2 separate regions of the Gossypium hirsutum genome follow, and region 1 is linked to region 2. A link is a contact called in public Hi-C data. All regions are on one chromosome and are shown on one strand. The core of a region is the stretch at or near the end of the contact, and the rest is flanking DNA. Distances in the headings are between cores, read along the strand shown. Region 1 has its middle 18 kb from the start of LOC107955162. Region 2 holds the start of LOC107955160 (coronatine-insensitive protein 1).

The links. Hi-C and Micro-C count contacts between places; a contact is called where the count stands out from the background.
Region 1: a contact with region 2 is called in a Hi-C map of leaf, with 2.9 times the contacts expected there. The contact joins the enhancer-like site here to the promoter of LOC107955160 in region 2. A contact is called at or near these places in 7 of 34 Hi-C or Micro-C datasets (callus, leaf and petal).

The regions. Positions count from the first base shown.
Region 1 is chrD04:12,884,283-12,890,855 of Gossypium_hirsutum_v2.1, reverse strand. No RefSeq gene overlaps it. Among protein-coding and RNA genes, the nearest start is that of LOC107955162, 18 kb to the left of the region's middle. Within about 2 kb of position 1,940, at least 4 of the 9 cell types and tissues checked have an H3K27ac peak or open chromatin away from gene starts, as enhancers often do. A contact at or near this core is called in leaf, where this site is marked.
Region 2 is chrD04:12,825,432-12,831,771 of Gossypium_hirsutum_v2.1, reverse strand. LOC107955160 (coronatine-insensitive protein 1) reads left to right here and starts at 1,976. Exons shown (of 3, transcript XM_016890889.2): 1 at 1,976-2,838; 2 at 4,137-4,608; 3 at 5,066-6,304. The coding sequence starts at 2,342. The coding sequence ends at 5,872.

The DNA of each region.
Region 1 (6,573 bases), core at 691-3,190, 59 kb before region 2:
ATTTTTTTAATTAATAAATATATTGTTTTCAATTTTTTTTATTTTTAATTCATCTTTTTAATTAATAACTATTTTATTTATAAAATCAAATAATTATGGCCGAAAATCATTATTTTTAGTAAATATAATTTTTATATGTAATATTTATTTTTCAATTCATATCATGTGTAGTAAATTTTAGTATTATATATTTTTGTATGTGTATTTGAAATAATTAATTGAACATATAAAAATATTTGAAATATCATATCCACAATATAAATGAAAAAGCACTGAAATTTGAAATATTTTACTTATAAAAATAATAATGATATTTGAAATAATTATTTGATTTTATAATATTAGAATTCACCCTACCCACAATATAGGTGGAGAAAATAAATATTTGACATATAAATATTATATAAAAATAAAAATAAAAATATATAAAAAAAATTAGTTGATTTTTAAAAAAATAAAATATATTTAATATAATGTTAAATATCAATTTCATAATATATATTATTATATAATTGAAAATGATTTTTTAATTTATAAATAAAAGCGTTATTAATTAAAAATGAATTTAAAATATAAAGAACTTAAAAAATATATATTTATTAATTAAAAATATTAATTTTAAAAAATTGAAACAATATGAAATAGAAAATACAAATGAGCTTAGAAGAAATGAGCTTAGAAGAGGAATCGACCCTAGAACTCAAGGATAAAATTACTATTATTTAATCATCTAACAAATAAAGCTAACATGTTAAAAATAATAATTAAAAATAAAAGTAAAGCTCAAAACAACATAAAAAAAATGTAGGTAAGAGAGGAATTGAACTCGAGACTTAAAAGACAAAATTACTAACATTTAAACATCTAACCAAAAAAGCTAATATATTAAAAAATCAAAAAATACGCCCTATAAGATGCGTTTTCTATTTCTTTCTCTAAAATTAGTCTATTTCTCTATATACCCAAAAAAAATGTTACATTTACCTAAATATTTTTTGAGATCAACATTTGTTTTTCAGATTTAGCCGATAAGAAAAACGTTTTTGGATAGGAAAAAAAAAAGGGAAATCTCCTTGATACATGACTTAATATTGCCATATGTGTATAATATTAAAACTGTGATGTGTTATATAATTATTTAAGGTTTAAGTAGGTAAAAGTTCTTCAACTTTAAAAAAAATAGTAACTAAGATTTTATTTTTTACATTTAATTGAATATTTGAATTGTCAAAGCATTAAAAAGATTTTTTAGCTGTTAAAATTAATAGTTGACCCTTAAAAGTTAACAATACTCTTTTCTTTGTTTTTTTTTTCTTTCTTTTTTCAGTTATTTCCATCATGTATCACAGGTTGTGACACATGACGGAAAATGTTAAAAATTATTAAAATAAAAAATATATAAAAAATGTAAAAAAAATTAAATTTTATTTGAAAATTTTAAAAATTATTTAGAAAATAGAAAAACATTTTTACCAATTTTTTTAAAAAAATAAAAAATTCCCTTTTTTATGAAAATATATTATGAATGATGGAATGAATTTATTAATGTCAAAATTTGAGAAAAAAGTATTAATAAATTTTCATTTAAATGCCGTGGAATATACTTTGTTTATAGGAAAAAAAATCCCCATCGAGGAAGTGTTTGAACGGCTGAAATGTACCAGAGAAGGATTAAGCTCGGACGAGGGTGCCAACAGGCTTCAGATTTTCTGCCCCCACAAGCTCGAAGAGAAAAAGGTCTTTCGCACGGATTTAATTTCGATATTAATTACGTCCGAATCATAATAGATGTTAAAATTATGTTTTAAAAATGAACAAAATTCTCAAGTTTTGGGGGTTCATGTGGAATCCCTTGTCATGGCCATGGGTTATGGAAGCTGCTGCAATCATGGCCATTGCTTTAGCCAACGGTGACGGGAAGCCGCTGGATTCGCAAGACTTCGTCGCTATCGTTTGGTTGTTGGTGATTAATTCTACACAATGCTGGTAATGCTGCTGCCGCCGCTGTCCTTATAACCAAGGTAATTTTTATTACCTTCTTTTATAGCTTTTTAAATAATTTTTTATCGTTTTCCACGTATCACAATAACGGCGTGACACGTGACATATAGTGAAGATAATAACTTTAAATTTAATTTTTTTTATTTTCTACACATCAATCACGACGTGACACATGATAGAGATAATTGGAAAAGAAAAAAATAACGGGTGTTGTTAATTTTAATAGTCAACCATAACATGTTAATGGTCAAAGGGATTTTTTGATGTATTTTGATAATTTAAATATCCAATTGAGTGCAAAAAAAAATCACAATAATTTAATTGTTTTTTTTTAAAAAAAGTTTGAGGATTTTTTTATACCTTTTAAGCCTTAATTTATTTTGAAAATTAGATTATTCTATACAATAAATTATATATACTACCAACAAGTGGGTAGACACACTACATTCTTAAAAAAAACTAAATTTAAATTTTAAAAATAATATTATTAGAAAGAATAATCACAAACCCTAAATATGTACCTTAAAATGGATATAGAGAATAAAAAATATTTAGTTATACTTGTTTATTTTTCATGTTTAAATTGAATATTAAAAAATAATAAGAATTATTATTAAGTAGAGGATACGTGAAAAGTAAAAATTTGAAAAACAGAAATAGAATGGTGATAAGTCTCATTTATTTACTTTTTTTATATTTTAAAATATAGTTGAAGATTCCAATCCTACTTATAAAAGTTTTAATTTTCCTAATGATTAATAAATAAATTTTTAAATTCATTATATTTGTACAAGTCCAATTTCGCCCGGGCCAAGGCAAACAAAAACTAAACAAAAATTACCAACCTAATACACCCAAACCTCAGCCCAATTACAAACTTAGCCCAACAGACCCAACCCACCTAAACACTAACCCAACACCCATGACCCAAACATCAGCTCAATAACCCACTTGGCCCAACAAGACCCAATACCCAAAATAAAACCCAAAACCCATTTACAAAATAGGCCCAAACATGGCCCAAACCCAATAAAAACTAAGGTTTCGGAACCCTAGTCTCTGCCACCGCCATAGCGCCGCACCCCTACTTGCTTCTACTACCGCCGTTCATCACGTCCCATCCGCACCTACTCCCTGCCCTCTGTCACCTACCCACCGCCACTTGCCACCATCAAGTACCTGCAAAGTAACCAAAGCAGTGACAGAAAGAATAGAAAGAAAGAAAAGAATAGTTTTTGTATTTTTTGAGGGGGAGAATCGGTTTAAAAACCGATCTTTACATCTGTAAGGCTCTTCCTTTTCTTTTTTCCAAAAAAGATTCAAGAAATAAAAAGCACAAAAAAGATTCAAGGTGATTCCTTTTTTTTCTTTTCGGCATAAGATCTATTTTTCTTTTGTTTTTCTTTCTTACGCGTATAAACGAAAATAATAAATAAGAGGGGAAGAAGGACTTACCGGATACGCATCGTTCTTGCACCATCGGAGGGTCCTCCTCCGTTGTCGGAGCCGAATCCAAAGATCGTCGAGAACCTCCTCCTTCCGATTCTTCGGGGTTGAGAGGGTTGGACTTTCAAAGATCTTACGAGCCAAGGGCTAAAAATGCCCTTTTGCGCATCGTTAACCACCGCCTACGGTGGAGACAAGGCGGCGCAAGGGCGGAGCCCTAGGCCGGACTTCAGACGACTACAGAGCAGAGAAATGCTCTCTTTTCTTTTTTGTGGTGGCTGTTTAAAATTTTTTTTAGGGTTTTTTTAGCCTTTATAAACAACAAGAAACGACGCCGTTTTAGGAGGGTTACGGGAGCCCCAAAACGACGTCGTTTAAGGTTCTCTGACCCGCGCACCTGATGATTCGACCCGAGCGGGATCAAATTCGCGTATTCTGGGTCTGTGAGGGATATTTGCCCTATTGATCCCTCGTTCTTTCCCACTGTTTTAATTTCATTCGTTTATTTTTTAATTTACCCTATCTATTTTGAACCTATTCATTTTGGTCCACACTAAAACTCAACGTTTTGAGGGGCAGGAATATTTCCCTTTTGGTCCCCCTCTTTTTCGTGAGTGTCATAATTTAATCCTTTTCTTTGTTTCCATTTTCGATTTCAGGCCTAAAACTTTGTTTAATTTTAATTTAATCATCCATTTGTTATTTTAATTATTTATTCACTAAATTAACCATTTTAATATATTATTACTATTATTATTATTGCTTGTTATTATTTGTTTTATCTCCCTTTCATATACATATTCATTATTTTATTATTTCATGAATTAGTATATTTTATAATTTATTTCATTTGTTTATTTTTTATATATGTATATTTGTCTAATTATATCATTTTTATTATTTATTATTTACTTCAAGTTTTTTTTATACTTTCAAAATATTATTATTATTATTTACCCATTTATATCTTTTAATTATAAACTTTGTTATACACATATATTTCTTATATATATATACATATATTTTATATATATATTAATAATTTTTATCTATTTTCTTTGTTATTATTATTGCTTTACTTGATGTTCATTTATTTATTTATTCACATGTTCATTATTATTATTATTATTATTATTATTATTATTATTGTTAATATTATTATTATTTTAAATGCTTTAGTTTTTTATTTGTTTATTTACATGTTATTGTTTACCTGATAGATTTTTTTATATATGTTTGTCTTCATATTTATTTATTTTGTTTTTGTTCGTATTATTTTTACTTAAATTATTATAATTGTTATTCTATTACATCAATTTTTACCTAGATTCGTAAAAAAAAATTTTGAAAATAAAGGCAATACTCGATATTTGGGATCTTTGAGAGGATCGAGCCCTAACGTATTGGGTTCCAATTTTTTTCGTTGAATCTAAATAATTGAGAATGCTCTTTAATCAAAAAACATAAATAAAAATCTCATTATCGGGAATTCAATACATTGTGTCCTATTGCATTGGATATGACACGTTGCTTTCTCGAGATGAAGATTTTTCTAAAATAATAATAAGAGCAATATTCAATGTTTAGAATTTTGAGAAATTGTGCCCTAACGTATTGGGCTATGATTTATTCATCTGTCTTAAACAATTGAATATCCTTTTAAATTTTATTGTACAAGTTTTTGGACAAGCTCATTTTTTAGGAGGTGAAATATCATGCCCTAACTCATTGGGTATGACATTTTCTCTCTCCGAAATAAAAGGGTCTTAACGGCTGATTTGATTTATACATTTTTTAATACAAGGATAACATTTTAAATCTTTTTAAAGTTTTCAATCTTCGACACTAAGACATTAATTAATCAATTAGGTACCAATTTTGGGCGTTACGAGGGTGCTAATTTTTCTCGTACGTAATCGACTCCCGAACCCTTTTTTTTGAATTTCGTAGACCGAAATTATTGTTTTAATAAATCAAATTGTTTATTAAAATAATATCTTTTCGAGGTGACCCGATCACACCTCATCAAAAAAGATTGGTGGCGACTCACACATTCATTTTTATTTTTCAAAACCCAAGTCAACTCCGTTTTATCAAAAAATGGTGTCAACAGTATTGGTAAGAAAAATATGTTTCTTAAATCATTTAGAAACACAAACTTAGATATTAAAATAATAAAATTATATTTGAATCTAATGATATAATCTAACATTTTTGTTAATAATTATATAATGTAATTTTTTAAAGCATCCATTGTACTATATTTGTGTATCGTTATTTCAAAAATAAGCATTTAAGAAAATAATTAATTAATATAGAGAATCTTATACGTATAACCAAAGTTTCTGGAAAAGGAAAAGGTTTTCTATATGAACAGCCTATCGAGCATTTTTGAAAATTTGACATGTAGTATATAATAAATATAAACTAATTTATTTAATTTACTTTTAATTTAATAGTAATTAAGATTAAATTTTATATTTACATTTTATTATTTATATATTTATGATGTTTTGATTTTAATATAGTCAAAATATTTATTATTCTTTAATATGTGTCTCTAACTTTTCTTTTCTACAAATATCAAGTTCAATTATGAAATCTGCGCCACAAAATCTTATCACCTCAATAAATTTTGAGTAATAAGTATGCAATGATGATACTATGAGTGTTGAGTTACATAAATACGCAAGAGATAATAAATTAATATTTTTTATTGGGAGTTAAACCCTAATTAATACATGAAACTGAGCTCGACATCCGTTGATGTTAAATTTACGCGTGTTTAAGTTTTCATTATTTACCTTAAACCTAACTTTGATATATAAATTATATTGAGCTCGACGTCCACATGTGTGAGTTTATATGTATCTAACATTTCATCATTTATCGTAAACCTAACTCTAATAATATATTATGTAGATCTCAATACCAACGAGTGTCAATCTTATATGTATTTATGTTTTCACCATTAACCAAACCTTAGATGCATGTATATGAGTTTAGCTTGAAATTGAATTTTAACTATTTAACTTAACCTAGTTCTCTCATAAATTGATGTCGGCGCAGGGTGAATTTAGAGAGGGCAGGCAAGGGCCTTGGCCAACTAAAATGAAAAAATTGCTA
Region 2 (6,340 bases), core at 727-3,226:
AAACCCTCCCCCTTCCAATTTTTTTTAATATTTTCCCTCCAAAATTTTACTCCCCCTATTTACTTTCCCTCAAACTTTTATTCCCCAAAACTTTTTATTTTCCCCCTAAACTTTTACTTCTCACCCTTTACTCTCAAATAAAAAATCAAAATTATCCAAAAAAATCACTAAACATAAATAGTACTAATTTTATTTATATATACTATTTATATTATTAAATTAAATTTCATATTTTATATTATTTATATTATTGAATTGTTTAGTCATATTGAATATTTATATTAAAATTGAATTCTTAATTATGCCATAAAATATTCGTGTTAAAATTTTATATTGGTAACAATTTCACATTTTATTTTTAAAATAACTTTTATTAAAAAATCATTTTTTTATATTTAATATATTTTTTAATTCCAAAATACATAGTGACAAGAATCTGATGATAATTGAAACAACTAAGCAAACAAATAAGCTAACTAGTATATAAAAAATTAATAAATAAATTATGAGGTGATGAAAGTTAATAAAAAATTTGATTAAGGTGGACAAATTTTATTACGATGGGTGACAGTGGTTACAAGGACCTAAATTATTTTTTAAATTTTAATTCGAACAAATATATTCGATTCGATTCGATTCGATTCGAATTCCATCTCACTCGACTCGATTCGAGAAAACTTCAAATAAAGTTAGGATGATAAAATGAGATTTGAAAACTCGATTAACTTGAAAATTTTCGATTCGATTCGATTCGATTCGATCAAATGCTCACCCCTAGTGAATCAAACTAATGAATAATTGTTTATCACCGAATCAGCCAGGAATCGTTTGTCCTATTCTTTGGGTTTGGTGGGGAATGGCCATTACGGGAGAAGGTGGAATGGGTAATGAATGAGATTTCGTAGAATGAAGGATTCAATGAATCAAACTAATGAATAACTGTTTATCACCAAATCAGCCAGGAATCGTTTGGTTATTCATGTCAACCAAACATGGTGTTAATTACTTGGAATTATAGTTGGATTTGGAGGAACTTGTTACAAATGCATGATGTTGCAAAAAAAAATTGTGTTTTAGAATTGTGTTGTTTGGAGGTTCCCTAGTGACAAATATATAGTGGCTAAATTTTGAGGAGAAAATATGAGTATGTTAAGAACATGTGGAATGGGACAAAATTGGTTTTGTGGTTCTCAGTTCATATTTGAAAGCATTCATTTCATAATTTGGATGGTCATTCGTGACAGACTACATACCAAAGGCACACATTAATGAAATTTGTCATGTGGAACAAGAAACCAAAAGCCACATTTTCTTTGGGTGTCCTTTTCTAAGGAGATATGAAATGAAGTATTACTCCTATCCTATGCCACATTGGAAGAGAAGTGGGAAACTAGCAGCACGAGCTTGTATAAGATGTAACTAGATTGAAAGGAAAGGCGTTACTTCAAGACTAACATGAAATGCATATGAAAAGAGCAAAACAAGGTACCTGGTAGCTTGTATAGGATATTTGCGAGCTGTTGGTCCAAAGTTGGGAGATTAAGTTGTAAGCAAATAGGGCAACTGATATCTTGTCTAGATCAACCAAGAAGAACCCCATTGGTTTTTACTCTCAGTCAGGAAATGGTTTTGGTTCTACTACAAGAGAGCTTAGGGATAGACATTAACTGTACTGGTTAATTCCTTGGGTTTCTCCCACCTTCTTTCATTTTTACCAAAAAAAAAAAAGAAAAGAAAAGCACGAAATAGCAGCTGCTTTTAATCAACATTTTTTACGAAAAAAAATATAATTGAAAGAATTAAGAAAGGCCACAATGACAACTGCTGGGTGCAGAATATAATTAATAATTTAATACTTCCAATACTGACGCAACCAATCAAAAATTATTAAATTTATTTTTCAGTCTCCACTAATTGGTTGCAATACTATTTTCTTTTGTATTTTTAATTTAGAGCAGCTGAATTGTCTGGTCTGATCCTATAATTATATTTTTCACTTGGATCTTCTTTTCTAATGAATCTCGGCCGTCCATTTCGACCCTCCTTTATCTACTGAAACTTTTTCTCAGCTCTTTTCTCTTCGCTTTTCTGTGTGCTCAATCAACAATCTCTTCTTCCCTATGCCTTCTCGACCCGATCCTCATCTGACCCGATTCGTTTTATCGCCGGTTGAGTTCCGTTTCGTTTCGGATCCTACCGCCTTTTCTTTTATGAACAAATAAAACAGAGCTCCGAAAAAAAAGTGTTTACTTTCTTATTTCAGATCGATCCATTCTTTTTTGTCCGTTTCGGTTTAAAAACCGTTTTGATTTTAATTTCCCTTTAAAAAAGATTTTTTTAGATGGAGGAAAATGGTAACAAGTTGCACAAAACGATGACGTCACAACCCGGTATGTCCGATGTCGTATTAGGCTGCGTGATGCCGTACATCGACGACCCGAAAGACCGCGACGCCGTATCTCTAGTTTGCAGGCGGTGGTACGAGCTCGACGCGCTGACTCGTAAGCACATAACGATCGCGCTTTGTTACACGACGAGTCCCGATCGGTTGAGGCGACGGTTCCGTCACTTGGAATCCTTGAAATTGAAAGGGAAGCCTCGGGCGGCGATGTTTAATTTGATACCTGAAGATTGGGGTGGGTACGTTACACCGTGGGTGAATGAAATAGCGGAGAATTTCAATTGCTTGAAAGCCGTCCATTTCAGAAGAATGATTGTTAAAGATTCGGATCTGGAAGTTTTGGCTAGGTCTAGAGGGAAGGTTTTGCAGGTTTTGAAGCTTGATAAATGCTCTGGTTTTTCTACTGATGGTCTCTTGCACGTTGGCCGTTTGTGCCGGTAACTTTTTCTTCCTTTCTTAATTCTTGTGCAACTATGGGTTCTTGTTTCTTTGTGAAATTAGTCAAGCTTAGGCTTAAGCCCGATGAAATTCGTTCTTTAATTCATTGTTGAAAGTTCTTTTAGTTGGAGCATCTGCTGAAAATGATCAAATATGGATTGAACTCAGTGGAATCGAGTAAAGAGGACTGATTTAGTAACTTCCAACTACTTGGGGGTTAAACCTTATCTTAGTTTACTTGAGTTTGGTTGAGTTGAATTGTAGGAATATTTCGATTTGTGTTTATTGGAAGTGGTTATGTTTAATGAAACATGTATTCAATCCCAATTACTTCTATTTGTAACTGTTTAGTTCAAGCGTTTGAAGTCGAGGAAAATCTTTCTTCTCCTCAGCCTGTAAGCATCGCATTTATAGATGTGGTTGTTACTGCGTTTGTTTGAATGTGGAACTGATGGAAAATCAATCTGAACGATGAAACATTTTGATTGCATATGTGGGAAAGTTCCATGACACTGTATGCGGTCATTTGAATCCCGAATCTTTAGGAGTGACTGGTCTAGTCAGGGAAGAAGCAACTGTGGAAAATTTGGTTTTGTTTGTAGTGCATGATTGTGTAGTGTTGGTACATTTTACGATTGTAGAACCAATGGAAAATAGGTATGAATGATGAAACATCCTGATTGCATATGTGCGAAAGTTGCATGAAACTGTATGGGGTCTACGTGATTTCTTGGCCTTCAGGAGTTAGTGACTAGTCAAGTCAGGGGAGGAGCATAGGTGAAAGTTTGGTTTTGTTTTGTACTGCTTGTAGTTGCATAGGACCATTGCGATGCCATGTCATGAAGCTTTCTGAGGTTGTAGTAAGGCACTCTAGTATGAATGACAGGATACCGATAACAATACCTGTGCTTTTACTTGATTGATCCATTAATGTTTCATTTTCTTTCAAACAACTGTTTTGATAGCAATTGCCTTTGGACATAGGTCATGTGATATACTTCCATATATTTAGTAAATTGATTTTCCTCTCTGTGAATATACCCGACAAAGTTTTTTCTTCACATTGGAAATAGAATGTTTTATGGACTAAAGGTTAAGTTGCTATAGCTTTTTATATTGTTAATGCTTTGCTTGTGCTTGCCCAGTATAACTTTTCATGCTTAATGGCATTATACATATTATTTTTCACAATCTATGGTTATAGATCAATGATCTCCGTTTCGGAGTAATGGTGTTAGACTTTGTTAACTGGTGCCTTTTAAATCCTTGTTATGACATCCTTTATATATCTCCTCAGGCAATTAAGAACCTTGTTCTTGGAAGAGAGCGCAATTATTGAGAAAGATGGTCAATGGCTTCATGAGCTTGCAGTAAATAACTCAGTTCTCATGAATTTAAACTTTTACATGACAGATCTTATGAAAGTGAGTTGTGAAGACCTTGAATTCATTGCTCAAAATTGTCGTAATTTGGCCTCTGTGAAAATTAGCGATTGTGAAATTTTGGATCTTGTCGGTTTCTTTCATGCTGCTCCTGTTTTAGAAGAATTTTGTGGTGGTTTGTTCAATGAGCAACCAGAAAGGTATGCTGCTGTATCATTTCCTCCGAGGTTATGCCGTTTGGGTTTAACATACATGGGGAAAAATGAAATGCCCATTGTGTTTCCTTTTGCATCATTGCTTAAAAAGTTGGATCTCCTTTATGCATTTTTGGACACAGAAGACCACTGCTTGTTAATCCAAAGGTGCCCCAACTTAGAAGTTCTTGAGGTAGAATTACAAAACCATTTTCTTAATTATTTTTCTGCACTGCTTTCTTGGAATTGCATCTCTTATATTATAACTTTTTGGTCTGGGGTTCTAGCTATAATTTTTTGGGGTTTCAAGTGGACTTTTTAGTTTCCTTATACTAATAATTTAAGTTACTTTTCTTCTTTGAGATGTTTCTCAAATTTTGGTCCACCATTAAGACTCTTTTGACCTTTAGTTTCTGGTCTTTGTTATAGGGTAATATTAAGTTCTTGAATGTTAGCATTTGTGTGTGTGTGTGTGTGTGTGGCTAAGTGTATATGGCAGTGAGATTTCAGTAGTTGAACGGACTAAACAGTAAAAAAAGGTCTTTGAAATTGTTGGATAATGTAAAATGCCAAGGATATAGAAAGGAAATTTTGTTACTTTTTATTCTAATATTTTATTATGTCTTATTAAGTGTTTTCTGGATGAACAGACTAGGAATGTTATAGGAGATAGAGGATTAGAAGTTCTCGCTCGAAGTTGTAAGAGACTAAGGAGGCTTAGAATCGAGCGAGGTGCTGATGAGCAGGAAATGGAGGATGAAGAAGGTGTTGTTTCGCAAAGAGGATTAATGGCTTTAGCTCAAGGATGTCTTGAATTGGAATACTTGGCTGTTTATGTATCTGACATCACCAATGCTTCATTACAATACATTGGGACATACTTGAAAAATCTGTGTGATTTTCGTCTGGTTTTGCTTGATCGAGAAGAAAGGATAACAGATTTGCCTCTTGATGATGGAGTCCGTGATCTATTGAGGGGCTGTGAAAAGCTTAGAAGATTTGCTCTGTATCTTCGACCTGGTGGTTTAACCGATGTGGGACTTGGTTATATTGGACAATATAGTCCAAAAGTAAGATGGATGCTTCTGGGATATGTCGGGGGATCTGATGCGGGGCTTTTGGAGTTCTCCAAGGGATGCCCTAGCTTGCAGAAACTAGAAATGAGGGGTTGTTGTTTCAGTGAACATGCACTAGCAGCTTCCGTGATGCAATTAACTTCTTTGAGGTACTTGTGGGTGCAAGGATATAGAGCATCGGAATCAGGTCGTGATCTGTTAGCTATGGCTCGTCCATTTTGGAATATTGAGCTAATTCCCGCAAGACGAATAGTTGGAGAGGATGCTGTGATTGAGCATCCGACTCATATACTGGCATATTACTCCCTAGCTGGACCAAGAACAGATTTCCCTGAAAGTGTCATTCCTTTGGATCCATCCGCTGCTGGAATATCAAGCTAATTCCCACAAGACAAAAAGTTATGACCAATCAGGTTGGAGAGGCTGCTGCGGTTGACCATCCAGCTCAATTACTCATGTATTACTTACTCCCTACCCAAACCAAGATCTGAATTCCCCGTAAGTGTCATTCCTTTGGATCCATTAGGTGCCGGAGTAGAGCTGTAAATATAACCTTCATCCTAGTATCCATTTTTCTTATCCACGCCCTGTTTATAAAGTTGATGTACTTGTATTTTGTCCTTTTCGATTAGAGGATTTCGATTTTATTCCTAGAAGTTGTGATGTAATAAGATTGTGTTTCCCTGTGTAATTTTGAAAGCACTTGCAAGCTTGGTGGGCTACTGTTATGCCCTTTGTTCGTTGAAAGTAGCTTAGGCATTAGTCTTTTTTATTGATTTTCATAGATAATGCGGAAATGAAACTTGACTGAAACTTTGGAAAGTGATAGACAGTGATCATTTTGAAGTA